Regions from separate parts of the Mus musculus genome. Here regions 2, 3 and 4 are each linked to region 1. Evidence: chromatin contacts called from public HiChIP or PLAC-seq and promoter capture Hi-C data. All regions are on one chromosome and are shown on one strand. Each heading gives the region's core, a stretch centred on a gene start, on an enhancer-like site or on the middle of the called end of the contact. The rest is flanking DNA. Distances are from core to core; before and after follow the strand shown. Region 1 holds the start of Shox2 (short stature homeobox 2). Region 2 has its middle 110 kb from the start of Gm35236. Region 3 has its middle 140 kb from the start of Gm35236. Region 4 holds the start of Mlf1 (myeloid leukemia factor 1).

Region 1 (6,591 bases), core at 3,530-6,029:
TTGGAATGGAGATACTATTACTCACGGCTGCAATAATTATCACGGTTTTAAGGGGTTGCGGAGTCTCTAGAGAGCTCAGCACAGGCTGCAAAGCAGAACAGGCTTAAAAAGGGAAGGCTCTAGGATTGACGTCGTGATGACCAAGGCGGCCTATTATTATTTTTTCTCTGTCCACTTTACTGCTCTGTTTTTTCCCCCTGATCCTATTACAAGATGCGGGGAAGCCCCATAAGAATTGTGCATAGTTCCTTACAGATGGTGGTCTCTCCGCCCAGAGACCCAGGGAGTATCTGTTACAGCGATACTTTGTAACAGCTGCAGATGTTCTAGCCTAAAACTGCTCCATGTGTTCAAACAAATAATGACCATCATTTTCTCCCAATTTTATTATTTGAGCGGAAATACAATCTGAAACGTTTAAATTTGTTCCCTATAAAGCTGGAAGGATATGTATGTGTGTTTATAATTCCTCCTTTAGATTATCCTCAACCCCACCAATAATGAAAAAAGCTGCAGTTCTGACCCCAAGTGATATTCTGAAGGCCAGGCTTTGCAAACATCAATAATACGATGTGTATGTTGTTTTAAAATGGAGTTTTCATGGGTTCAGGTTCTTTGCGTTGGTTAAGTGGAGGAACAAAGGGTGGGCAAACATATTCTATGCCCTCTGTTTCTCGCTCAGTTAGAGACCGATCCGCTAGCAGTACACTGTAAATTTTTGCACTTAACAGATGCTAATTTTCTTTATAGTCTGTACATCCATAAACCTAATTGGTATATCCGTTTGGCAAACCTAGACCCTCAACGAAACCCAACTCCAGAGAGCAAAATACTCGTTGTAACTTTTAAGGCTTCAGAGATAAAACGTTTTCTATGGCATTTTTTTTAAGGCTTATAAAAGTAGGCCCATTAGGATTAAACCACATTAAAGACAGCGAGGGGCTAGGGGGGTGTGGTTAATAGAAACTCTGGGAGCAAGCCCAGCACAGCTTTCTTTTTCAGCGAACATATGTTGGCTTAGGAGTGAAAGGGGCTACGGGATCAAAACCCATTTTAGAAAATAAGATCTTTAGAAAAGATGTCCCCCCCCTTTTTTTTTCATCTCACACCAGACACCTGCAGCTTCCCCGCAAACATTAGGTATAGCACTCTGACTTTCAGGACCCAGCCTCCACCTCCTCGCAATGGGGGTACCTGTACTCGGGCCTCAGAGAGCCCCAGTCGCTGGCTCAATTCCTCGCGCATGAAAGCGTCTGGATAGTGGGTCTCATCGAAAAGCCTCTCCAGCTCGTTGAGTTGTTCCAGGGTAAAATTGGTCCGACTTCGCCTCTGCTTGATTTTGGTCTGGCCTTCGTCCTCCATCCCTTTCGCATCGTCTTTGCGATCCTTCAGTTCAGGGGACACTGAAGAGGGCACCACGGAAGGACCACACGTGCGTCGGAGCACGCACCACCACACACACACACACACACACACACACACACGAACAAAAAAAAAAAAAAAAAGCAAGACAGTCTCATTACCAGATTTTTCCAGAAGGCTAGAGACTCCTAAACCCTGGGAGCGCGGGATCCCTGTGAAGACCTGGAGAGAGGATGGGGTCTCTGAGACCCGCAAAGTCTCGTCTGTATAGCTGCCTGGGGACAAGGTGGGCACGCGGCTACCCAACTCAACTGGGGTCTTAGCTTACCCTCTCACTACCTGTTCCCTTCCCTTCTGTCAACACCAAATGCATTCCTGACCCTATGGCACTCACTGACCCACGCACTCACGGAAATCAAAAGCGCTGCGCGGGCCTCTCCCAGAGCCCGGTCTCGGTTAAAGGGCGCGGCAAGGCCACGCGATGGCCTCGCACGCCAGCTATCCCCAGAGGGCTGTTCCGCTGTCCCGCCAGCCTCTGCTGCCTCTGGCCCTTTGCCTCCCGCAAACTTGCTGGTCTAATTTAGGAACAACTGGGCCCGCTGAAAGGTTGCAGCAGGAAAACGAGATTCTGGTACAGCGCTGCGCCGAAAGCCACGTCCCCGGGTACCCAAGGGCTCGGACCAGACCCCTACGGATGGTTCCATCAGCAACTAGGCAGTCCCTGTGCTCCCTGCCAGACTCGGGTCGGATTGGCACAGGCAACCACGCCATGTTGGCGGCCTGGATGACTGGCCGCCCACGCTGGGCCAGAAGGGTAGAGGCGGCAAATCAGACAGACTCTGGTGGTCAGCAAAACCCACCGCTGCATCTGTCCTCTCCTTCTCCCTCCCCGGTGGAAACCAAGGATCGACCCTAAAGGCTTAAACCCACTGAGATCAACAGGTTCAAGCAGAACATTCCTCGGTTTCTATTGGCTGTTCAAAACCTTTTCATGCATCCAGCCGCTCGGATGTTTAATAAAATATGCATTTTCCCCCTCACATTCGTTGCTACTTTGCTGTCCTTCCATGTAAAAGATAGGAGCTCTGGCAGTGTGAGCAAATAGAGCCACACGAGGGGTGGTATATATGTATGTCAAAAGGCAATGATGAGGACAGTCAAAGTCAGGCCCATATCAATACAAGGTCCACCCAACCTTCATCCTCTGCATGATTTGGAGATGGATGTCCACTGTCAAAGCTAAGTTTAGATAGTAGAGGCTGTTTTTGATTCCTCCCAACCCAGGAACCGGATCAACACAGAGGGGAAAAAATTAAGTCGAAAGAGCCAAGCTACAAAGAAATTAACACTTGCCCAGAGCTTGGAAATCAACAACCCCAGCAACTGGCTCACCCAGGCTTGCCAGGGCTATGTAACCCGAGTCTCAGAGCTATGAACCTTGAAGGGTTACTCTGGGGGCCCCTTTATCATTTTACCCTATCACGTTCTAAATTTAGGGGAACACGGCCGGCCGGGATCTCGGTGAAGGCAAAGCGCCCCATCTTGCCCCAGCTTGGCATTCTATACAGTAACCTTATTTATTGCCTGTATTTCTGCTTCTCAGAGTTCATTTTGTGGACGTTTGTTCTTCCTCCGGGAAGGAAGTAGATAAGGTCACAGCAAACATTAGGGGTCAATTTAATAGAAAACATTACTAGGACAATCTCACTAACATCTTAGTAAAATTTAAACAGGAACATATATTCTTCAGATGGGAAGGTGGACTGGCTTTGTCTGTTGTCACCCCCAGAGTGGATTCCCCTCAAAGTTTAGGGGCTTCAAAGGAAAACAAATCCAAATTTCAAGTTGATTAATAGACTTAATATAATGTCTCTTTCGCCCCCAACTTTCCACTTAATGGCCTAAACAGGAACAGACCGTGTTATAAACAAGTTAATTGCTTGCTTAAATTTGTGATTCTACGCATGCCACATATTTTCTTAATTGGAAAAATATGGCAGCACACCAGTTACTGCAGTACCGAGTGCCAAATTAATTTTTAACTTTGAGTTGATGGACGCTTCACCGGTTAGATAAAGCCTTTTTCTAACACTGCTCTCTCCAAAAGTCTCTCTCTCTCTCTCTCTCTCTCTCTCTCTCTCTCTCTCTCTCTCTCTCTCTCCATCTCTTTCTCTCTCTCTCCTAAAGTACTGCACGATTCTAGCCAGTAAAGAAATTGTGTATGTAGTGTCCTCGTCGTCGTCCCCCACCCTCTACTCCTCAATTCCTCCACCGAGAGGGAATCACCTTGGCCTGGACCTTTGGCTGGCTCCTACCTTAACTGTTCAGTAAGAATGTGAAGTTTGGTCCCCAAGATCCGGAGATTTGGGGGCTTTGCAGAGTTACAGTGGTTTTGATGGCAAATCTAAAGAAGGGCAATGTCGTGTGGCTCTCCTCTTTCTCTCCCCTCCCCTTCTCTCCTTTAGGCTTAGGAAAGGGGTTCTGGCAAACTCGGGACTACGGGCTAGTTACAACCGGCCTCCTAGTGAGCCCCTGCCGCACCCCTTCTCGCCGCGGGCCACACAAACTTCGCCGTCCCGCAGCGCGGCCCCATCCTCCCGCTCGCGAAAAACATATTTCGGTGCAACCGGAGCGACAGAGAAGGGTGCGCGAAACCCCACGCCCTCCCCCACGCGAGGACCCCACCCACGACGGAGCAGTCTGGCCTCCTACCCCTCCACTATCCCGGTATCTCCCAAAGCTGGGGTCCAGGGCCCTCTGCGATGCCGCCCTCCTCCCGCTCGGGTCCCGGGTCCTCTCCCGCCCCGAGGATAAGGGAAGGCAGTAAGGGGAACCGCGGCCGGGGGCAGGCCGTTACCCTCCGTCAGCCGCGGGCTGCCGGGCTCCCTGCTCCGCTCCGCGGCTCCCATGTCCAGCTCCCGGACGGGAGAGCGCCCTCCTCCAGCTCCTCCGCCTGCTCCTCCTCCTCCAGCACCTCCTCCGCCTCCTCCGCCTCCGCCTCCGCCTCCTCCCGCGCCGCCGCCTCCGCCGGCCGCCCGGACTGCCGGGCTGCTGCGGTCGTCGCGGCCCGGCTCGACGCAACCGGGCTCTTTGGCCCCGCGCAGCGGCCCGCTCTCTAGCACCTCCCGGTACGTGATGGCCTCCTTCTTCTCCTTCACTTTCTGGTCAAAAGACTTGGAGACGAACGCCGTAAGTTCTTCCATCGCGGCCGCTGCCGCCGCCGGTCAACCTCGCGCTCAAGCTCTCCCTGCCGAGCCCCGCTCTTTTTTTCCTCCTTCTTTTTTTACTGCTCCAGCCCCCCCAATAATAACACATCAATGGGGCAGGGGGATGGGGGAGGAGAGGGAGGAGGAGGAAGAAGAAAAAGAGGAGAAGAAAGAAGAGGAGAAGTAGAAGGAGAAAAAGAAGTAAGAGGAGGAGGAGGACGAGGAGGAGGAGGAGGAAGGAGGGGGTAAAGGGGGAGAGGGGGGAGGAGGGAAGGGGCGGGGGCCGCCAGAGGGAAATGGGAACTGATGCTTCCCTGCCGGAGTGCGCGTGTTCAATGTTAAGATCTTTGACAATTCTTCCTGCGGAGAGTTCAGATCTGATAGCGACGCAGCTCTTGAAGTCTCACTATTTATACTTCCTAAAGGCGGGCCTCTTGTTCTGAGTAAATTACCTCCCCTCGCAACTCCTAGTGAACCCCTTCGCGGGTAGCAGGAGCGCCACTACCTGGGGTGGGGAGGAGAGGGAGTGGGGACGAGAGAGAGAGAGAGAGAGAGAGAGAGAGAGAGAGAGAGAGAGAGAGAGAGAGAGAGAGAGAGAGAGAATATGAATATGAATATTGAGGATGGAGGATCCAGGCTGGAGTCCACCGGGCTGGAGAGGGAGGGCAAGCAGGGGACCAGAGGGGGCGGGGAGAGGAGGCAGGTCCTCAGCGGTCGGGTTTTCTGATAGCCTCGGCCGCTGGTGCTCTTGGCCATTAATCCAGGATTGACAAGAATCCCTAATTAATTTAATTAAGCGTGGATTTTGCGTTGGTGTCACGACTTAGTAAAACACTGGGGAACTGGATAGACTTCTCGGAGGCGGGGCCAAGAGGAAACTGACAAGTGCATTGCAATCAGAGTCAGTGGGTATCCTCAGAGAGTACCCGACCCTACAGCCTCGCTCTGGGTGGGCATCCCAACTGCTCGACCCTACAATGATGACCCCTGGTCTCTGGCCCAGTATCGGGCTCTCTATGGTTAATAGGCCTAGCAACCATTCCAGTATTCCGTTCCTGCACCCTTTCTTGCTCCAAGCCGCTGCAGCTGCACAGCGGTGCATCCGGTCTTCACGCGCCTGCTGCGAATGGGGCTTCATTGCAGCACCTCGGAAGGCTTCACCTCCTTTTAGGATCTTCCGAACGCGCAGCCAGCCTCACTGAGTACTGGTCCCTGTAATTCACTCTACTACTTTGGAGTCAAAGCTGACTCCCATAAAGACACATCCCGCTAGAAGGGGTTGGTCGATTTAACTTGTTTCCTGAGCAGCTGTTCTCTGCCAGATTCGGTCTTAAGGTATTTTCTTACAGCCCGGTCAGGCGCAGTTCCATTTCGATTTTCTCTATGAGGTCTAAGGGTTCTTACTCCTTTTCCTAACAACTCCCTGCACCCTGCCCTTAATTATTTAGCATCTTGGGGGGCATTCTAGTTCGATTTCCTAATTCTGAAAAACAAAAGATGACTACTTTTTGAGTTCTGCGGAAAAAATTACCGATGTTGCTTGTCGCTCGACTAATTTTTGTTTACCGTGGACTGTGAAAAAAAGACTCACTCTTTGGAGGGGGGAAAACAACTCTCTTTCTGATTTATAACTTAAAAACTGTATATTTGACAATTATTTTATAAAAACTCTTAATTATATGGGGGGGGGGGACATGACTGTCTCCTCTAAGCCACGGCTTGCTGTGTGATTTGTAGCTATGCAAATACTTATTTGCTCACACAAAAGAATGTTTACATATGAAATGTTACATTTACTTGAATATGTAAACAAATATACCTCTTTAAGTGGCAGTTTGGGGGGGCATTTTCAGTATACTGAATATTAATGAGTTTTGTTTGATGTTAAAAGATAATGTTTTCGTTCTCTTGGATCCAGTACTCAGTAAAAATGAAAGCAGTTACAGGCCATTAATATGTATATCTTCTACTTATTGATTAGAACAACAAAACACACTTAGCCAATAATTTCAGAAGTTCTACC
Region 2 (6,591 bases), core at 1,879-4,378, 480 kb before region 1:
AGCTCACAGCATTTGTTCCCACTGGGTTTGAACTAGACCTTGTGACCCATATCAAACAAACACAACACAGCAAAAAAAAAAAAAAAAAAAAAAAGATAGTTTCCATGGTGTGATTACAAAAAGACTTGGCACCTGTTTTATAAATAGATGCTTTTCTGCTGACTTTGATGAAACAAGTTGCTGTGTGAAAACACCCATGAAGTACAGGGCTTAGAGCAGTTTCCAGCCAATCATCAGTAAAGAATTTGCTTATTTATCTAATAAAACCTTTCTGTTAATCATAAGCCGCTCCTTCCCCAAATGCCTCTTCTGATGAGACCATAGACCCTGGACCAACGGCTTCATTATAAGCTTGTTAAGACCCAAAATAACAGAGGACACAGCTAAGTGGAGATTCGTGCCCCACCCAACCTGTGAGATGATAAACAGTGTTGTTTCAGACTCACTCAGTTTGGAGCAGTTTGTTATGAAGCATAATGTAATTGATATTTTTATGTAAGTAGTTTCTTTGAATTGGAACATTCCCTTCTTGAGAAAAATCCCAGAAGGCCCCTGAGGCTCTCAAGGCCCACAGACAGTGAACAGTTTCTGAGGAAGGAGAAGACTCGTGGGTGGAGCTGCCTGTAAGCTGTGCAGAGAACTCTAGCAGAGTACCATACAACTAGTAAGTGGAGAAGGCAGGAGTGAGGCTCCCTAATCTATTGTCTTTGTCGCTATAATGCCGTTATCATCGTGGTCAGCATACAGTCACAAAGCTACCATCCTCATTATCACCACTGCCATCACCCTGACTAAGATGTCTTAAGTATTTTACACAAATTCCTTCATCTGATCTTCAAAATGACTCTATTGTTCCAATTTAATATTAATTAAAGCAATCAAACCAAGCTAAGAAGCTGGCAACTCAAACTCATCCACAGCGATGATTCAAAATTCAGCTCAACTGACAGACTGCAAAGCTCAGGTCCTTTTCTTCCAGCTCCTCTGTAACCTGCGTGCTCTCCAATAAAGAAATAACTCTTTGCAACATTAAAAAAAAATAAACTTAAAGCAACTCATTAATAAAGTGTTGGTAACTGAGCCTACCTGTGGGGAAGCTTTTCTGACACCACCAAGAGTTCGTGTAGAGTCTGAGGGTGTGGTGAGCTGAAAACTACTTCGTTAAATTCCATACAGCACTTCTTGTTAGCAGATATAACAGAGCAGGGATTGAAACAGCACCAATTATATGATGCTAAGTTTCTTCCCAAAAAGGAAAGTCATAAAATCTGATCTAATGTAATACTAACTTGCATTGCATATGAAATCTTGAATAAGTCCCTGCTGCACATTAGATGAGAGTCCTCACGCTCCTTGGCAGAGCCTCGAGGTCTGGCTGGCTGAGTTACGCCAGCCTCAAGTTGGGCTTAATTCTCCGCACAGTCACCATCCATGAGAGTCAAGTGTGATCATATCCTGTCAGGGCCTTGAATCACAGCCCTGATTTCTCCTGCTAGATTGAGCACATTGCTTAGCGCAAGCTCAGGGTAAAACTTTTTTTAGAAAAGAAAGCAAGCTTAGGAGGGGAGGATGTTTTAAAAAGCATAGGGAGGACGGAGAATTTTTGTTCTTTTTCACTTTAGCAAAGGATCCCCAAATTCACAAGCTCGTTCTGAGTTGTGTCCCATGTGAGTCACTGGGGATTCTGACGCAGTTGGATTTATTACAAAGCTCCCTTTGCAAAATTAAGCAGAGAAAAGGCAGAGTTACTGAGAATGGAGTGCTCACACCACACGCTCCTCTTGTTCACGTTCTTTTCCCATGGTGCTACAATCCATTCCAGGTTTGCCCTCTTAGATCTTGAGTTTTTAAACCGTAAGTACACACACACAAAAAAAATCCTATGTGTATGTTTTACAGAAGCTAAAGATTCTCTTAAATCTGCTATTCTTCCTTCGGTAGAAACAAAAGAATAGTTTAATGCAGTGAGTTATAATGACACCGATTAGACTGTTTAAATATTTAAAAAGCTAACTGGGGAGGAAATAATATACACAAAAGTATCCAAATAGTGGATGTGCCAATAAGTGTCACTTTAAAACAATACCTGAGTCCATGTCACAAATAAGACTACTGGCATGGTTCCAGGTCCTAGCCATTGCTTCATTAACCATCTTTTGGAGACTTGTTCTATTTCTATATTTAGCCTCTGACCTCCTTTTTGGTAAGCCGGCATCACGGTTGCTGTCTTGACAGAATCCTTCAGCTTTCAGCTGTCAGCCTTCATCTTCCAAACTCACACTCTCTTAACCTGATTGCATTAGGCTCAGTGGGAACAAGAAAATGACCTCAGTGGTGCTCATTTTGCTTAGCAGGAAGGAGTCTTGGCTAGAGGAAGAAGGAATGGGGCTGTCATCCTTGATTCCATGGAGAAGCCTGGGAAAGACAGGATGAAACTTGTGACTGTCTCATTTCTTATGCAGAAATCGTTGAACTCTGGCTGTGTCCCTCTCAGCATGAGCTCGGACTTCTCATTTTCTTCATAATTTCACCGGAACTAATTGCTTAAAACATTGCACTTAGAACTGCATGACATTAGAGAACAAAAAAATATGACTGTCAACCAATTTGGGTTTCCTTTACCTCTCTAGACCTTTAGTTTTTAATCCCCAAACATTTCTCTCTGCTAAGTACTGCCTCTCCACTCTGCACAGTGCACCTCCTCTGCCCTTTGGGCACAGACACTATTGAGATACATGTTTAGAAAGTCCTTTGGATGAAAAACCCTATAAAACAAATTATGTCCTCCAATCTGTGGATGCCCTGGGGAACACTGAGGTGTGCAGAACTGCCTGCCCCTTCCCTAAATGGTCCCAGATGACTGTCTGCACTTCCCCAGTTCCTAGGTCTGTTTTCTATTACTCTCTGCCTCCCCTCTACTGCCAAAGTAGTGTGCCTACTTCATTTCCCTCAAATTCTGACCCCCCCAAATGTATCCCCTAAAAAAATCATTTTTCTGTTTGTGGAAGTCAAAAAATAGAATCTTAGCCATCATGATTTACTTTCTGACCCACAAGTTCAAATGGGAAGCCCTCTGGGGTTCTCTAAGACACACTCTAAAGAATCAAAAGAGCACAGCTGTATCGGATACAAAAGACGGTCACTACAGGGATAAAAATAAAAACAAGCTTTTAATGACCATCACAGTCTATGTTTAGTATTTTATTTTGGAAATTGATTTCTATTTCACCCAAAGTCCTATAAACATCCAGTTCATTGGAGGCAGCTCCTCCTGCAGTCATATTTGCTGGACTTTATTGAATTTCCTTTTCTTAATGAGTCATGAGGCCCGAGTTAAATGCTAAGCATCAGTGTTTTTGGAAGGAACGGGTATATTTACTTTCTCTTCAATTAAGGAAAAGCTTGTTGACCTCTGTGCCACTGAGCCTTGTGCTTGCTGATGGCCTGGATTTGCATTTACCAAGCCATTATGCTTAAGTCCCCCACAGTATTGAGATAGTGTTTTATATATTTTAGGGAAAGTAAGACCCAGTTTAAGACCCAGTTAGGGGCTCTGCAGTTAAGAGCATTTGCTCCTCTTCTAGAGGACATGAGCTCAGCTCCCAGCACAGATGACAGGTACCCTCTGCTCTAGCCTTGCCTCCACTCTAATGCACACACTCCTGTCCAGATACACACTACAATAATACAGATACGCCTTTAAAAATAGAACCCAGGTACTCCTAGAACATCTTAAAGAAGTATGCAATGCCAGTATTACTGAGCCAGTTTCTAAGATTTGAACCTCAGTACCACGTCATTTTAAAATCTCCTCCCAGCTCCACAATCCTTCACCTACTCTGATGGTATAATGTGAGGATCACTGCTTTCGATGCCTTTGGTTTAGCTCCTTCCAGATACATGGATGTCTCCCCCACACATTGTAATTTGTCTGAATACCTATGTAGATGAAGAACAGCTCACTACTTCCTGCAGCAGCCAGTGGCACCATGGGTCAGTCATGAGATAAGGATTTCCTTGTAAAGAACCTATATCTACCTTCGTGTAATGTACTCTTGATAATTCAAATTCTTTCATTTGAAAACACACTGATAAAGCTCAAACACATCACAGAGCATATGTGTTAAAGTATTTAAATACAGCATCTAAATTCTATTCCCCTGGGGTATCTTACCCACAATAAATTCCTCCATTTCTCATTTCATGCTAACAGCATCTAAGATGCTCATTTTAAATCACATTATCTTTTGAGAGCTCCCTGGCCTACTGAGTCTCTCCATGGAGAGATATCCCCAATACTCACATCTCAGTTCATCTAACAGCATAGCAGCTACAGCCACTCAAACCTCCTCTTTCTCTTTCTCCATTTTTTTTCTCATTCAGTAAATAAATCTCCTTCCCATTGCCAAGACTAAGACCCCAAGCGGTCAGGGTTTCATTCTTGATCTATTCCTTAATTCCTATGCCAAGTTATTACATAAAGCAAACTTATATAATTAGTTTCTTAAGAGACATCATTCATATCATATCCCCAGTGTCTAAATATAGTAGATACTCAGTAGGCATCTGCTGAATTAATATTAAATTAATCATTAGTGCCATTAAATATGTTTCGAATTTCTTGCTGAAACCAGATGTGCTATGAACCCTGCCGCCTCTTGATCATACACGACCAGAGACCCTCTCACACTGTGGAAATGTTGTAAGGGTGATGCAAGCTATTATTCATATACTATTGCTGTACCCTCATGAGCATATCTTTCCTCATCCATGGTCACGTATCATCCTTGGCTATCACATGAATTCAAAGATTGTTAGAGCATTAACAGACCATGGAACTCATGATCTAACTCCCTAGTCCGAAGGTACATGAAACCTAGGCTGCAGATGGTGCTTTCCTTCAGTGTGGTCCTCCTGAAAATAAGAAGGCACATACTCATCCTGAACATTCGTTTTTCTGAGTACCTCTATTGTCATTCTTCATTCCTAAGTCTATTCTCCAAACATACATTGCCCAGCAACTGGCATTTTACTCATGTTTTTTTAGCACTCAAAAAGACCTCAAAAAGATTTTATTAGAAACTTCAACCTTCAAATACTTTAAACTAGGGCAAGATTTAACTCTCTCTACTATGCTATACACTTCCATGAGTAAAAGGCAAAAGTTAAAAATATTGAGGAATATTAATTGTTACCTTCCCACATCCACAGGTGTGCATTGTCTGTCTTACTCTTCTTGCTTGGCACACAGATTTAAGATTTAGCTTTGTGATGCATGGCATGTTTAGAACTACAATGTATGTGTTGTCTAACAAGACAGCTACTAGCTGCATGTAGTCATAGCACACTGGTAATGTCACCAGTCCAAATTAAGATGAGCTATGAGTTTAAAACAGCCAGCCAATTTTGAAGACCTAATAAACTACCTTATTAACAAGTACATACTGGTTATGTTTTGAAATGATATTTGTAAAAGATAGTTGAGTAAAATATATCATTACAGTCAAGGTTTTTGCTTACTGTTTGCGAATGCAGCTACTACAATATTTAAAATTGTATGTGGGAACCTTAAAATTTGTGGGACAATATTTCATTTTTATTATTAGATATTTTCTTTATTTACATTTCAAATGTTATCCCAAAAGTTCCCTATACTCTCTCCCCTCCCTGCTCCCCTACCCACGCACTCCCACTTCTTGGCCCTGGTATTCCCCTGTACATATAAAGGGCATATAAAGTTTGCAAGACCAAGGGGCCTCTCTTCCCAATGATGGCTGACTAGGCCATCTTCTGATACATATGCAGCTAGAGACATGAGCTCTGGAGGGAGGGGGGTATTGGTTAGTTCATATTGTTGTTCCACCTATAGGGTTGCAGACCCCTTCAGCTCCTTGGGTACTGTCTCTAGCTCCTCCATTGGGGGCCCTGTGTTCCATCCTATAGATGACTGTGAGCATCCACTTCTGTATTTGCCAGGCACTGGCATAGCCTCACAAGAGACAGCTATATCAGGGTCCTTTCAGCAAAATCTTGCTGGCATATGCAACAGTGTCTATGTTTAGTGGTTGATTATGGGATGGATCCCCGGGTGGGTAGTCTCTGGATGGTCCATCCTTTCATCTTAGCTCCAAACTTATGGGATAATATTTCTATAGGTCTTAGTCATAAGAATCATCACCTCTTATTCTCTAACTTTCCTTAGTAATATGTTCTTTCATATTTGTGACACACAGGAAGGAAGAGAGAGAAAGAGAGTGACAGAGACAAAGAGAGAGAGAGAGAGACAGAGACAGACAGAGAGAAAACAGAGACAATGCCTCATTAGGCCTAGAGGAAAATTATTTATTTTATTATTTCAAGATGTTTTTATGTAGTACCTTTTAACTTTTTTTTTTAAATTTCAGCAAGAACATTTACTCATTCTCTCTGAAGCTAGGTGATTAGTTACAAAGGAAAACATCTCTCCTGTTCATTCAGATGGCGTGGTTCTAAGCCGGAGTCTGTTTCTCCCTCCCTCACATAGTGATTACTGTTTTGAAATGCACAGTACCCATGTCTTTTCTCAAGATATACACTAGAGCCCAGTCCCAT
Region 3 (6,591 bases), core at 2,352-4,851, 440 kb before region 1:
CCCTTTCTGCATTAGCCTACAGGAACAGAACTTCAGAGAACTAGCACAAGAATCAGATCCTCTTGCTGTCTCAGGATGTTCATGAACCTGCGAGGGAAACCTGTGAATCCTTCCTAGTTCTTTTTTTTTTTTTTTTTTTTTTTTTTTTTTTTTTTTGGGGACTCTAATTAAGGAAGTGAAAGATCTGTATGATAAAAAATTCAAGTCCCTGAAGAAAGAAATTAAAGAAGATCTCAGAAGATGGAAAGATCTCCCATGCTCATGGATTGGCAGGATCAACATTGTAAAAATGGCTATCTTGCCAAAAGCAATCTACAGATTCAATGCAATCCCCATCAAAATTCCAACTCAATTCTTCAACGAATTAGAAAGAGCAATCTGCAAATTCATTTGGAATAACAAAAAACCTAGGATAGCAAAAGCTCTTCTCAAGGATAAAAGTACCTCTGGTGGAATCACCATGCCTGACCTAAAGCTTTACTATAGAGCAATTGTGATAAAAACTGCATGGTACTGGTATAGTGACAGACAAGTAGACCAATGGAATAGAATTGAAGACCCAGAAATGAACCCACACACCTATGGTCACTTGATCTTCGACAAGGGAGCTAAAACCATCCAGGGGAAAAAAGACAGAATTTTCAACAAATGGTGCTGGCACAACTGGTTGTTATCATGTAGAAGAATGCGAATCGCCCCATTCCTCTCTCCTTGTACTAAGGTCAAATCTAAGTGGATCAAGGAACTCCACATAAAACCAGAGACACTGAAATTTATAGAGGAGAAAGTGGGGAAACGTCTCGAAGATATGGGCACAGGGAAAAAATTCCTGAATAGAACAGCAATGGCTTGTGCTTTAAGATCGAGGATTGATAAATGGGACCTCATGAAACTGCAAAGCTTCTGCAAGGCAAAAGACACCATCAATAAGACAAAAAGACCACCAACAGATTGGGAAAGGATCTTTACCTATCTTAAATCAGGTAGGGGACTAATATTCAATATATATATATAAAGAACTCAAGAGGGTGGACTCCAGAAAATCAAATAGCCCCCTTAAAAGATGGGGCTCAGAGCTGAACAAAGAATTCTCATCCTTCCTAGTTCTTCACAGTATCTCCTGCCTTTATTCTCATGTGTTTCATTTAATACTGCTCCATCAGCAACTCACTGGCATAAACATCTCCATTCCATATACCTGTGGTCCCGTTCGAATCCAAGCACAGAAAAACAAACCATTGTATGTTTTATCTCAAGGAAACCTGTACCCCAGCAGTGCACATGTACATCATGTGAGATGTGTGTTATTCTGCATATAAAATATACTTTAGGACAGGGTCTTAATATATAGTGAGACCAGCCTAAAAGTTGCTATATTCATTTTTTTTCTATTGCTGTGATAATTACCAAAAACAACTTGAGGAAGAAAGGTTTTATCTGGGTTTATATTTCCACATCATAGTGGATCATGGAGGGAAATCAGGGCAGGAGCTCAAGGCAGGAACATGGAGACAGGAACCAAAACAGAGGTGTTCCTGCTTAGTGCTTCCCCTCAGGCTCAAGTTCAGCTTTCTTATCCCTTCAAGGACCAGGATATACCTTTCTTATCCCTCCCAGTGTAACACCAGCCACAGGGGGTGGACCTTCCCACATCAATCATTAATCAAGAAAAGGCCCACACATTTGCCTACAGGCCAGTCTGGCTTAGATAATTCCTCCGTTGATCTTCTGTCTTCCCAGATGAGTCTACCTTGTGTTATGTTTGCAAAAACCTAACCAGCACACTCACAATGTGGTCCAAGATATCCTCAAACCTTTAATCCTCCTGCCTCAGTTTCTGAGATTCTAGAAACATGCCATCATACCTGGCTTATTTCTAGGATTTAAAAAAAAATAGTCTCAATAAACACAAACAACAACAACAAAACATAACTTCTCTTAGCTTTCTAAATAAACACAAGCCATTAGAAACTTTTTAAATGAGTCCTTGTGGATAGAGCGTGGAGCATAAACTGGAATAAAAAAAGGCTGGACAGAATTCTATTATTAAGAAAAGAAATAAGAAATGATAACTGGAGTTCAAATTATAGATAATAAAACCCGACCTGAGGCAGAAATGTGTCAACAGAGATAAAGGCTCAGATTCATAAGATATTGAGATGGTGGGATGCAGGCACGATATACAAAACACTTCACAGTGAGACCTGCACAGCTCCCCACTGATCAGAGGGATGCTGGCTATGCTCAAGCAGAGCTGACACCTACAAACAGGATCTCTGGTTGTAGTAGGATGGATAGGGCTTGATAGACAGTCAAACTCAGTGGGTAAAAAGTAAACTGAGCTCTCCAACAGAACAGAGGTACCTTCAACGGCACAATGTTTTTATTTGCATAATCACAATTATTTGTGTGAGCTTGAATGACTTCCAAATCTATGCAACGCCTCTGAAAAAATCAGAGAATTATCTGAATATCCTTGTCTACACGCGCAATTTAGAAAGAGTGTATTTTTCACTTAAAATATTTTCAAAATCACACCAATTAGAAACCATAAAGAAAGGAATGTAGACCAATAAAGGAAGGCAGCTTGACGGATGATGTATCACTTTTAATCACACGGCACATGCAGCTGCCAAGTGTGATTTTTTTTTTCTGTTGAAGAACACTTTACAAATCATTTGACTTATTTACAGATCTTTCTGAGGTAGCAGGAAAGCAGCTGGATTTTATGGAGCAAGACTCTGAATTGCTAATTCACAATCCTTCGACACACTTCCCCGGTGAATGCAAACAACTTAGAACTAACTCTCCTTCCATGATTAAGAACCTCTGGCTTTCCATCTTCCCTTCCCTGTAATTACCAATATTTAAGGCAGAAAGTGTGTTTTCTGTTCATTAATGGTAATACTACCTAGGCAGACCAGTCAGTTTAGCCCATGATCTTGCATTGCTGCAGAAACCAAATTACCCTCTCTACCAGGACAAAATCAATTAACACCACCAGGGATGTCATTATCGTCACATTATGTCACTTGATAGTCTCTGGAGCCTATAAGTGATTTAAATTTTTTTTTACAGCTATAATTCTAGTGTGCTTGTGTGGCATGGGGGTGGCAGGCTTCACGTTGACAAGGGAGACTTCTTTTATAGGGGAATTAATTTTACAACATTTCAGAAAACTGCAAGCCACCATTTTAGGTCTTTGAGAGAAAAATGTTTATCCACTAGGATAGCTCTGAAGCCTAAATGATTTGCCACCACCGAAGGGTATTTTAAAGGTCTTTTTAAACAAAAGCCAACTTGGCTGGATCCAGGAGACTTTCCTCCGTGACGAGTAGTAAGTCAGGGGCTGGAAGTCAATCAGACTACAGTAAGCAGCACAGAGATTGCAAGCCCAAGGCTCTGGAGTTACGGTTCCTCGTATAACAAAATAGTTTCCCGTCACTAAAGTAATAGAATTCTAGTTTTTATGAAGCTAAGCACCGAGTGCATTAGAACAGGGGCTGAAGTGCTGAGTCCAACAGAGGCCGACCACACTCGATAAGGTGGGGATCCGTGCTGGAAAATCTGAGGGCATTTTATAGTGGACGGTCCAGCAGTTTGAACCCTCGGAAATGAACATCTCGTGTTCTGTGAACTGGCTGCTTTGGTGGCCGGACCCTTGGAAGGAACATCTGACATCATTTTCTTCTGACAGTTGTCTTTTTCCTCTTCCATCCCCTTAACTCCTTGTCACTACCAGAGAATATTAATGGGATCTGAATTTAGAGTTGTAGCTGCTATTAAAAAGGAATAAAAAAAATTCCCAACTAAATTAAGCACAATGTTTTAAAATGGCTGGTTTCCTTTTAAAAAAGTAGACCCAACTTCTGTATTTTGGCCTCCATCAGGGGGTATTTAATTAAGTCTATTCTGTCTAACATGATCTGATGTCATTGTACAAGGATATGTTCTTTGTTAGCAGCACTCTTAGTTTCAGACTCCTCTGTGTATTTGAAACCATGGTAACAGAGCAGTAAGCTAAAGCCAATGAGATAATGAGATATTCTCATTGTAATTGTGTTTCATGAGGGCACCAGATCCCACGGGTGGTATCTGACTGTCTTACAACTGCTAACAGAATTTAAGAAGCAAGCATATATTAGCATGGAACTGTTTTCCATAACAGCCATGTAAACATTTGTGACATGGCATTTTTAGTTGTTTCCAGCACATAAAAGTGTGTAATGTGCATTTATGTCACAAAAAGCCATACAATTAATGAATATCAATATTTAAAAATCCTTAGAACTTCAAGGAACTTCAGATTGTAAATGCACCAAGCAGGCTGGAGGGATGCTGTTTTGCATTATAATTATGAGCTGGGCTATGGTTTATGAGGGGAGGAATCCATCAAAGCAAAGAAAACGAGCAGCTAGCCCTTCACCTCCCAAACACTCCGACTGAACCTCCTAAAGAAGAAGCAAGGCTAGCCCTAAGTGAGACTCCCTATGCTTTTAGGAAGAAAGCCACACTGTGGGTTTGTAAAACAAAACCTTTAAAAGAGAAAAGGGAAACATTTGGGGAATAATACCAAAATATTTACAAGCTCCTTCTGAACACCTCACTTTTGCTTGCTTCCTTCCTCCTCCATGGCCGTTTGAAGTTTGCCCACCATTTGCATTTGAGTTGCAGATTTTATGCAGGAGTCACGGAATCCATGTTTTCCATCCTGATGAGGTTGCCCTAACAGGCATTGGATCTTTTAATAAATAATTTAAGACTGAAAAAGAGACAGTGCAATATAGGACGACTGTCTGATTAAGCAGAGCTAAGATTCGTGCACTCTGGTGTCACGAGGCTTCCCACCAGCAGCACTGCTTTAGACAAGAGCTGACCTGAGAATGCGTCATAGTCAGCTTTGGGAGGCCATTGGCCCAGGGGACAAAGGTGATCTTGTACACTGAACTTGATGGCTGAGGATTTTGTTTGCTTTTTACTTCACAGACAAAGGATGTCACTCGCTCCTTTTAAGAATTTGCTGGTGTCATTTCTAAAATGATTTGGCATATGGAACTAAACCAGTGTCAATATCAAATTGACAGAGAAAACCATTCAAGTGCTACAGTTGTGCACGTGTGTAAGGTCTTTTAATACATGGATAGTGACACATTTGTGTCACTTAAGGATTTGTAGCTCTTTCTTTGTGTGTGTGTGTGTGTGTGTGGTTGTGAAATAAAATTTGTTATGAGTATTTATCCCAAAAGAACTTGTCACAGCAGTGGGGAGTGCATCCCTCCGTTCTGTGAGATAAGGGTGGCCTCATCACTCACAGATGCTGCAGCAAAACACAAGCAGGAGCGGGTAATGAGGCTGCCCCTACAGAGGAGTGAAAACTACTATATCCGAGCTGTCGTGACCCATTAGGGCCTCACATTGCCTATTCTCCGATGTGTCTCCCCGCCACCCCTTTATTTCTACATCTGAAAGGGGAAGACCTCATTTTCTTTAAAACTCCTCCTTCTTGTTCCTGACAAATAGGAAATGGCTGTCAGGTTTGAAAGCTCCCCTTGGGTGCCATGTTGAAACGTTCAGCAAAGACTAGAGTTGACAACACTGGCAAGAGTTTGTGGAAGATAGTCATAATTATTGCAAAATGGCTTTTCTTGTCTGGGCTTTGAAACGTTACTCCTTTTTAATCCACATCACTTCATCTACTTGGCAAACCCTAATTTTAGTAGATGAGATAAGAAATAAGAGATCAAATATGTTTTGAAAATATTAGAATCCCCAAAGTGTCACTCATAAAACAGACTTTGTAACGTACTTTCTCTAATTTGAAGTCTTTTAGCACCATAATTTAGCCTGAGAATAGCAGGTATTGACAGAAGCCGATTCTATTTTGTTAAAATGATAACCAGAGGCTGGCATTGATTTTTCCTCCATACCCCTTGCCTTCCATTATGACATAAGCCAACAATTCTAAGTTTGGGGGAGGGGTACATATGAATGTGGAGTGGAGGGACAAAAACTCTTGTTTTTTAAAGCCAAAGGAACTGGCAGAAGGACACAAAGAAGTGGCTGGACAGCTGTCCTCTCTCTGCTAAGGCAGTGGAATCAGAAATGAGATGGGAGGCTGTGTGGCATCATGGACATCAGAGGAGTGTCTGCTTTGGGTAGTGTGCATCCACTGGCACCTTGTCCATCTCTCCCATGGAATTTTGTAGCCCAGGGAGGGAGAATCCCAGTGATTGGTAATACTGCCCAAGCAGACCAAAGCCTCCTTGGACACGGCTAGGAACAACTTGTTTCTACAGACAGAGGTTTTAGGGCATTCAGGGAAAGACTTGCCTGACCTTGGATGGACAGAAAGGTAGAGGAGCAGACAAGAGCACAAAGCCCAGAGGTTGACTCAGCCTGATTTTGAGTCCTGAGCTTTCCCATTTAAAAATGAAGTGATTCTCACTTGCAAAATCATGAATATTATAAATAATACTTACTTCATAGTGCTACATTGAGTGAAATTGAATGTCCACATATAAGCTTATTTAAGATACTATTCAAACGAATAAATTAGCAATCACCTATTTGATCTGTATGGAAGTAGCTAGC
Region 4 (6,591 bases), core at 2,865-5,364, 390 kb after region 1:
GGATCAGGTGTCCCGCTATGAAAGCTACTGAAGGAGGCTTTATTAAATATAGAAAAGGCCACAAATCAGGCATGTACCTAATACCATAAGTAAACACGTTGTAGCCAAGCGGAGAAGTTTGCTATGGCTTTCAGATGCTATCAGATTGCTTTCTTGGCTATTGGCTTGATGGAAGCTGGTCATTAAAGACATTTCAATGTATTGATAGTCAAAAGGAAGCAGAGTTGGGCAATAAATAAATTATAATCAATGGTTATTAAATAATGGTTATTAAGGGGATTAAAAAGAACCCAAGATAACTTGGCTCTCTGCAACAGTCTTGTCACCAAGTTTAATCAACCATTTGAGCTTGTAGAATCCTGAACATGGATAGCTTTGGTCCTTTGTTTCTGGAAGCTTCAGTTTACATCTAGAGGCACAAATTATTGACAAACTTATTGAGCCAAATCAATAGGAAAACACTTCACTTCATGAATTGCCTTGAGAAAAAAATTTTCAGAATCTCAATGAGAATAAAAACCTAAGAATAATAATAGAATGTTGATTTTTAAAACATACAAGCATAGCCTTATTTTTGAAAGCCAAATTGAGGACTAATCTAAAACTCTTTTGATGATAGATTGGTAGCTTTATATGCAGTAAGAAAGACTAAAGTGCCACTACATAGTCCATCAGGGGTGGGTTCAAGAAAGAAACAAATCTCAGAATATTACTTACTCTGAGAGGTGTGGCTAGAAAGTAGCATGAGGAAATCCTCTGGGTCATTAGAAATGCTTGCATCGCTGTAACTTGGTGGTGTTCACATATACCAACTACTCCATGGTCTGTGTCTCCCTCCAGGGTTGTCACATGACAAATTGTATCTCATCCTCAGAACATACCTGTCCTAATTTCATTCTGTTCCTGTGATAAAGACCATGGCCAACAGCAATTTGTGGAATGGAGTTTGTTTCAGTTTATGCTGCCAGGTAACAGGTGGTACCTGAGGAAGTCACGGAATAAACTCAAGGCAGGAACCTGGAAGCAGGAACTGAAGCAAAGGTCATGGAGGAGTGCTGGTTGCTGCTTTTACTCACTTTCTGGCTTGCTTTTTCACTTGCTTTTTTCTTATATGGTTCAGGTTCAGATGCCTATGGTTGGTGCTGGCCACAGTGGGCTAGGCTATCTCACATCTATCATCAACCAAAGCAATTCCTCCAAGACCTGGTCACAGGATAATCTAAATGAACCAATACTTCAACTCATGTTCCCTTTTCCCAAATGACTCTGGCTTGTTTCAAGTTGACAGTAAAACTCACCAGGACAATATTGATGTATTGCAGATATATAGTCTATAATGAGACGAGGGTACAAAGTCATTGGGGGCACTGAAATCCACAGTAATGAAGATGTTTATAACAGATTAAGCCTCAGGAGTCTGGAGAACTATAATAAAGTATAATTCCAGCATTCAAAAGCCTACTGATGACTGACTTCTTGGGCACTTGAGAGAGTAGAAATTTACTGAAAGTTATAAGGTGCTGTAACTGAGGTTTTATAGAATCTTTGACATATGGGCTAATGTACATCCAATAGGCCAGAGAGTTTTGTATCCTAAATGATTAAAATACTGTCTGAGATGTAATCAATCCTTCTTAAGTATCTGGTGAGCTAATGGGTATGAATTCCACTGGCCTTTTGAACTATTATTAATTATTAGTAGAGTTGCAGAATTGGCTTGAATTTCATGCTTTGCCTCTGGAAGTCTTTCCTTGACTTTGTCAGTGTTCTTCTAAAAGAAACATAAGCAACAGTGTGGCTAGAGACCACATGTGTGAATATGTAACCTACCACACAAATGTACTAGTAGTTTTCCTTTTAAATGTCACAGGGAGGCAAAGTAGGAAGGTGGAGATAATGTAAGCCTTGCATCAGGACAGACTTCAGTTTAAAGTGAACCATCATTTCTCTGGGCATCAGTGCTTTCATATATAATAAAGGATAAACATCTTAGCCCAGGTGAGGTGGGAAGGTTTAACTGAGAACACGTATTTGAAAGCTCTTAGGGCAGTGTTTGGAACATAAGAAATACGTGAGAACTATTATCCTAATAAATAAAACTTATGATTTTACTCTCTGAAGGTGAATTTCAATTGATGTGATTTCAGGTAACTTTGCACTGGCCTGGAAAGTTCAAGAAGATATCTGTTTCCTCCCTCTAACATTGTGCTCAAACTCACTTTCTCCGTAACAACTATGTGGCCTCCCCTATTTATAACTGCACACTCCCATGCCTTCTCTCAAGTTTTCAGTGAGCAGGTACCTACCATTTCATTCCTAACCTGCCCTCGCACGTTGCAAATGACAGGAGGGCTTCACAAATCAGTTATTATAATTGTGTCTGCAGCCAGTGCCAGGGCTCTGTCCTCTTAGCCAGCTCAACACCTCAAATGCTTCTTTAGTGGGGTGTTTATCCTCTCCTGACCGCACCCCTTCTTTTCTTTCCATTTAAAACTGGTGTTATGGGCTTTTCAGTTCCAATTCTTTTTCTTCCACCACCTTTAAAAAAGGCATTACACAGAATGTCTGCACTGCTTGCATGTACTGTGGGTGAGCCCCTACCAGGCTGTCTTTGGACTAAATGTTTCATGTTTGTTTTAACTGTGTGGTTCTGAGAGAAGTTCCATGCAACAAGATGGAACTCTTTCTCACAAGTTTCCTTATTTTGCCTCAATGCAAAAGTGCTTTAATATGACTGTTTGTCATGCTACTGCCTGTGTTCATTTTATAGTCTCTTTAACATTTGCCTTGTGCCAAACAGAAACTAATTTCGGGTGTTGTACAGACAGTTTTGCCATGGAGTTATTTTGCAAGTCCTCTGACCCATGCATGCTCTCTGAGCAGCGTGTTGAGGCCAGAGGAAGATTAAAATAGCCTATTTATTTCCTGGAAGGGCCGTGTCATTTTAGATTGTAAAGTTGGCCCTGCCTCAAGCCAGTCCTCTGGGGAGCAGGAGGACCAGAGAAACCTGGTGATTTGGGGGTGGGGGTGGGGGTGCGTTTCAAAGGATTACATTTCCAGCTCCCAAAAATAACCCTGAGTACTTCTGCCACTTCCAAATCAAGTCCTGGTCACTTCTTCCCAGTGGCAGCATGCCATATGTCTCCCACAGGGCCCCAAGGAGCCATGAACACCCCTCCACCTCCCCAAGGGAACTCGCTGGAGAGTGTGGGGTCAGGTGAATTGAGGGGGTGTGTGCAAGTTGCTTCTTCTTCCTTCCGTGTCATTTCCCTCCTCTTTCTCCTTCTCTCCTGCCTCCAGTTCTTGGAAGGCCTATATAATACTTTTCAAACCCTAACAATTGAATAAAACTTTCATGTTGCCGACTTCCCACCAATCTTACCGATACTATTTCTTGAAGATCAGTTAAAATGTTTGGGCTATCGTTGAGGTACTGGACTGCTTTAAGGTGAAAACCATCTTCCTTACTACAAATAGAAGGTTCCTTTATACTGTAATGGAAATAATTGAAATAGAATTTTAGCTAGATATGGCTGCTTGCTACAAATTTTGTGCCCAAATTCTGCTTGTTAAGAACGTTGGGAAGGTGATAAAGATTTGATCTAATCCTTGAAATGGAGCAATTTTCATTTTGCTTTTTTTTTCTTTTTCTCTTTCTTTCTTTTGTGTATTTGATCCTATGTCTAGATGTTATTTGTGTATTGGGAGACACTGCTTTGAGTTTTAGAATTACAGAAAACTGTATTTGTTTTGTTTTTGAAATCTCATAGGCTGCATCTTGTTTCCTTCAAGAAGTGAATACAAACACTTGTCTATTGTTCTCAAAACCTTTTTTCATTATTTGACCAGCTACCAGAGAATTGTCGGGATTAAGGGCGATTTGGCCAAGGTGATTCAGAACTTGTCTAATGTTTTGGTTCCTGAGGCTCCTGAGAGACCAAGTTGTCTCTCAGGAGCCTCGCGGATGGGGCCTCCAGACAAACTTCACGCCGCCAGTGTGTTTACAGAGGTTGCCATAGCAGCCGAGCGATGTCCTTCCCCCTTCTCCGCCTCACCTTAGTGACGTCATAAGGTCATGACCAATAGGAAAACGGCCTGCGTCAAGCCCCGCCCTAGTCGCGGGCGCGGCGATTGCCGCCGGCAGACGCGCGAAGCAAGCGGGAAGCAGGCTGGTGGCGGCGCAGAGAGCTGCGCCCATTTCCATCCGCGCCCGCCGCCCGCCGCAGGATCACGATGTTCCGGATGCTGAGCAGCAGCTTTGAGGATGACCCCTTCTTCGCGTGAGTGTCCCAGCCGCGCTCGCCGGAAAAGGCGAGGGGACTGCGCCCCGCAAATTGTCGTGGGGGGGGGGGGGACACGCCCGGCGGGAGGCGCGAAGAAATGGGTTTGAGGAGAAACGGAGTGAGGAAAAGTGGTCGTGAGGAGAAGTGTGTGAGAAGTGGGGGTGAGGAGAAATGAGGGAAAGAAGAGGCTATAAGGTGTAATAGGGATGAGGAGAAATGTGAGAAGTGGCTGAGGAGAAATGCGGGTGAGGAGAATGGGGGACGTAAGAAGTGGGCACAGGAGCTGAAGGACTGGAGTCATTAGGATATAGGGTGTGAGGAGAGGATTTGAGGATATTTGGCATGGAGAGATGGAGGACATGACACGAGAGAGGGTGAGCTGAGCAGGATGGGGGTGAGGAGGATTTAGAAGCCTGAGGTGAGGAGAGGGTTTGCTGGTGGGAGCCGAGGACTAGGATCCTGAGCTATGGTTCAAGGTGCAGGCTGCTGACTATTTGGGGCGACTTGGTGTGTGGGTGGCCTCGAATCTGAAACCCTCCTGTGCAGCAGCAGGGCTTATAACTGGTGATCATAACTGCCATATTAGTGGAACTTCTGATCAGAAAAAGTCCCTTGAACTTCACATAGGGGTGGAAGTGCTTTCTAGGGTGACAGTTCCTTGACTTGAGAAACTGTGGAGGGGGGTGTGTTTTTTATTTTGTTTTGCTTGAGAGAGGACTCCGATGTAAACCTTACTGGCCTGGAACTCGGTGTAGATCAGGCTGACCTCACAGAAGTCCACCTGTTGCAGCCGCTGCCACTGCCGCCATCATCTCCTCCTCCTCCCCCTCCTCCTCCCCCTCCTCCTCCCCCTCCTCCTCCCCCTCCTCCTCCTCCTCCTCCTCCTCCTCCTCCTCCTCCTCCTCCTCCTCCTCCTCCTTCTTTCTGGAATTAGAGGTTGTGTGCTAAGTTATTTAAAACAAGTTTTCATATAGTGAAGGCTGTCACCTTGACAGCACTACTAAGTAGGAGAGTTGAGCTGGCTGCTTCGAAGTGGTTGGACGTTGCCATGGGACACTGTTTGTTTTCTTTACCTGCCTCCAGCAGAACTGGCCTTGCTTGGGAAGGGGCTTCTCATTTTATCAATGCAATAATGGGGCAGGCAGGGGTAAAAGAAAGAGTGTGCAATGAACACCTCTGGTAACAAGGAATGGTGAGTGATTCACAGTGACATAAATGAGGCCTTGGGAAGAAGACATTTAAAACTAAGTTTCACTATTATCTAGTTTTCTGTGCATATCTGACCTTATTATATGCCTAGTTATATTAAAATGAGTAATGTCTTAATTAAATGTGTAATTTGATATGTAACTAGTATCTTAAAAAAATATGTCCAGTGGGAGTGTAATTTAAACTGTTGGATGACTTGAGCAAAGGCTGGGAACCCAAGATTTGAGGTCAAAAATAGTAACAGGTCTCAAAGACACACATCAAAAAGCTCAGGAAAGACCATTAGTCACTCTCTTCAACAATTTTCTAGCCTTCTTCAGAACCAAGCAACCATTATCAAAAATATAAGGCAAATTTGTAGTAATTATAATACTGATTCATGCTAATTTATTTTTACAACCACTATTTATAGAGTAAACACATCTGGGCATAAAGGAAAAGAATGAACTTACATTATCAAGTAATGAGCTTATATCAAGCCGGCTGTTCTTTAACCCACCCTTTTTACTGCCAACAAAATGAGAATTCCTACTTAGTATAAGTGAAAGAATTTAGGTGACAAATGTACTAACCCATCTATTGACCTTAGAAGAACATATCATGGAAGTAGAACACACTAATCATGCTCACTGTTTTTTAAATTAATTTATTTCTATTTCATGTGCATTGGTGCTTTGCCCACATATATGTCTGTACAAGGGTGTAAGATCCCCTATAACTGGAGTTGGAGACAGCTGTGATCTGCCATGTGGGTGCTAGGAATTGAACCTGGCTTCTCTGGAAGAACAGCCAGTGCTCTTAACCTCTGAGCCATCTCTTCAGCTCCTACTCATGTTTTTATATAAAGATTGTACCTGATGCTATCTTTGTACCTGATCATTGCGTTCTCTAGTGGCTACTTTAACATAGAAAATATTCAGTAAATATTGTGTAACAATGATCTAGTATCTTTTATGATTTATCGAGCAGTTTATGGGTAATATTTCATGACTGCTAATAGTAATTACTATTTTTCATTAAATAAATACCATCATTGATGTTGGAGCTGCCTAATTAGAATATTAATAATTATTTTTATTTTTAAAATAAACATCATTTT

The links. Promoter capture Hi-C pulls out the DNA fragments that hold promoters and counts their contacts. HiChIP or PLAC-seq counts read pairs in DNA pulled down with a chosen protein or histone mark. Capture Hi-C pulls out chosen DNA fragments and counts their contacts.
Region 2: a promoter capture Hi-C map of second pharyngeal arch cranial neural crest shows a contact between it and region 1, with 5 times the contacts expected there. The contact joins the enhancer-like site here to the promoter of Shox2 in region 1. A contact is called at or near these places in 9 of 39 promoter capture datasets (the 3T3-L1 cell line, cancer-associated fibroblasts, cranial neural crest and 6 more), 4 of 484 Hi-C or Micro-C datasets (cortical neurons, cranial neural crest, embryonic fibroblasts and 1 more), 10 of 115 datasets of contacts at active chromatin or transcription factors (the NIH/3T3 cell line, astrocytes, craniofacial prominence and 7 more) and 2 of 9 other capture datasets (embryonic stem cells and pancreatic islet).
Region 3: a contact with region 1 is called in an H3K4me3 HiChIP or PLAC-seq map of embryonic basal ganglia, with 3 times the contacts expected there. The contact joins the enhancer-like site here to the promoter of Shox2 in region 1. A contact is called at or near these places in 7 of 39 promoter capture datasets (the 3T3-L1 cell line, cranial neural crest, hippocampal neurons and 4 more), 1 of 15 datasets of contacts at CTCF or cohesin (the NIH/3T3 cell line), 9 of 115 datasets of contacts at active chromatin or transcription factors (astrocytes, craniofacial prominence, embryonic basal ganglia and 6 more) and 2 of 9 other capture datasets (embryonic stem cells and pancreatic islet).
Region 4: a promoter capture Hi-C map of adipose tissue shows a contact between it and region 1. The contact joins the promoter of Mlf1 here to the promoter of Shox2 in region 1. A contact is called at or near these places in 3 of 39 promoter capture datasets (hippocampal neurons and liver), 5 of 115 datasets of contacts at active chromatin or transcription factors (bone marrow-derived macrophages, cardiomyocytes, embryonic stem cells and 1 more) and 3 of 9 other capture datasets (adipose tissue, liver and pancreatic islet).

Annotation. Positions count from the first base shown.
Region 1 is chr3:66,976,992-66,983,582 of GRCm38.p6, forward strand. Shox2 (short stature homeobox 2) reads right to left here and starts at 4,780. Exons shown (of 5, transcript NM_001302357.1): 1 at 4,220-4,780; 2 at 1,195-1,403. The coding sequence starts at 4,565. It also overlaps a transcript of Rsrc1 not described here.
Region 2 is chr3:66,503,498-66,510,088 of GRCm38.p6, forward strand. No RefSeq gene overlaps it. Among named protein-coding and RNA genes, the nearest start is that of Gm35236, 110 kb to the left of the region's middle. Within about 2 kb of position 3,129, at least 11 of the 459 cell types and tissues checked have an H3K27ac peak or open chromatin away from gene starts, as enhancers often do. A contact at or near this core is called in craniofacial prominence, embryonic limb bud, neural stem cells and 1 more, where this site is marked.
Region 3 is chr3:66,533,305-66,539,895 of GRCm38.p6, forward strand. No RefSeq gene overlaps it. Among named protein-coding and RNA genes, the nearest start is that of Gm35236, 140 kb to the left of the region's middle. Within about 2 kb of position 3,602, at least 20 of the 459 cell types and tissues checked have an H3K27ac peak or open chromatin away from gene starts, as enhancers often do. A contact at or near this core is called in embryonic basal ganglia, where this site is marked.
Region 4 is chr3:67,369,983-67,376,573 of GRCm38.p6, forward strand. Mlf1 (myeloid leukemia factor 1) reads left to right here and starts at 4,115. Exons shown (of 7, transcript NM_010801.3): 1 at 4,115-4,280. The coding sequence starts at 4,234.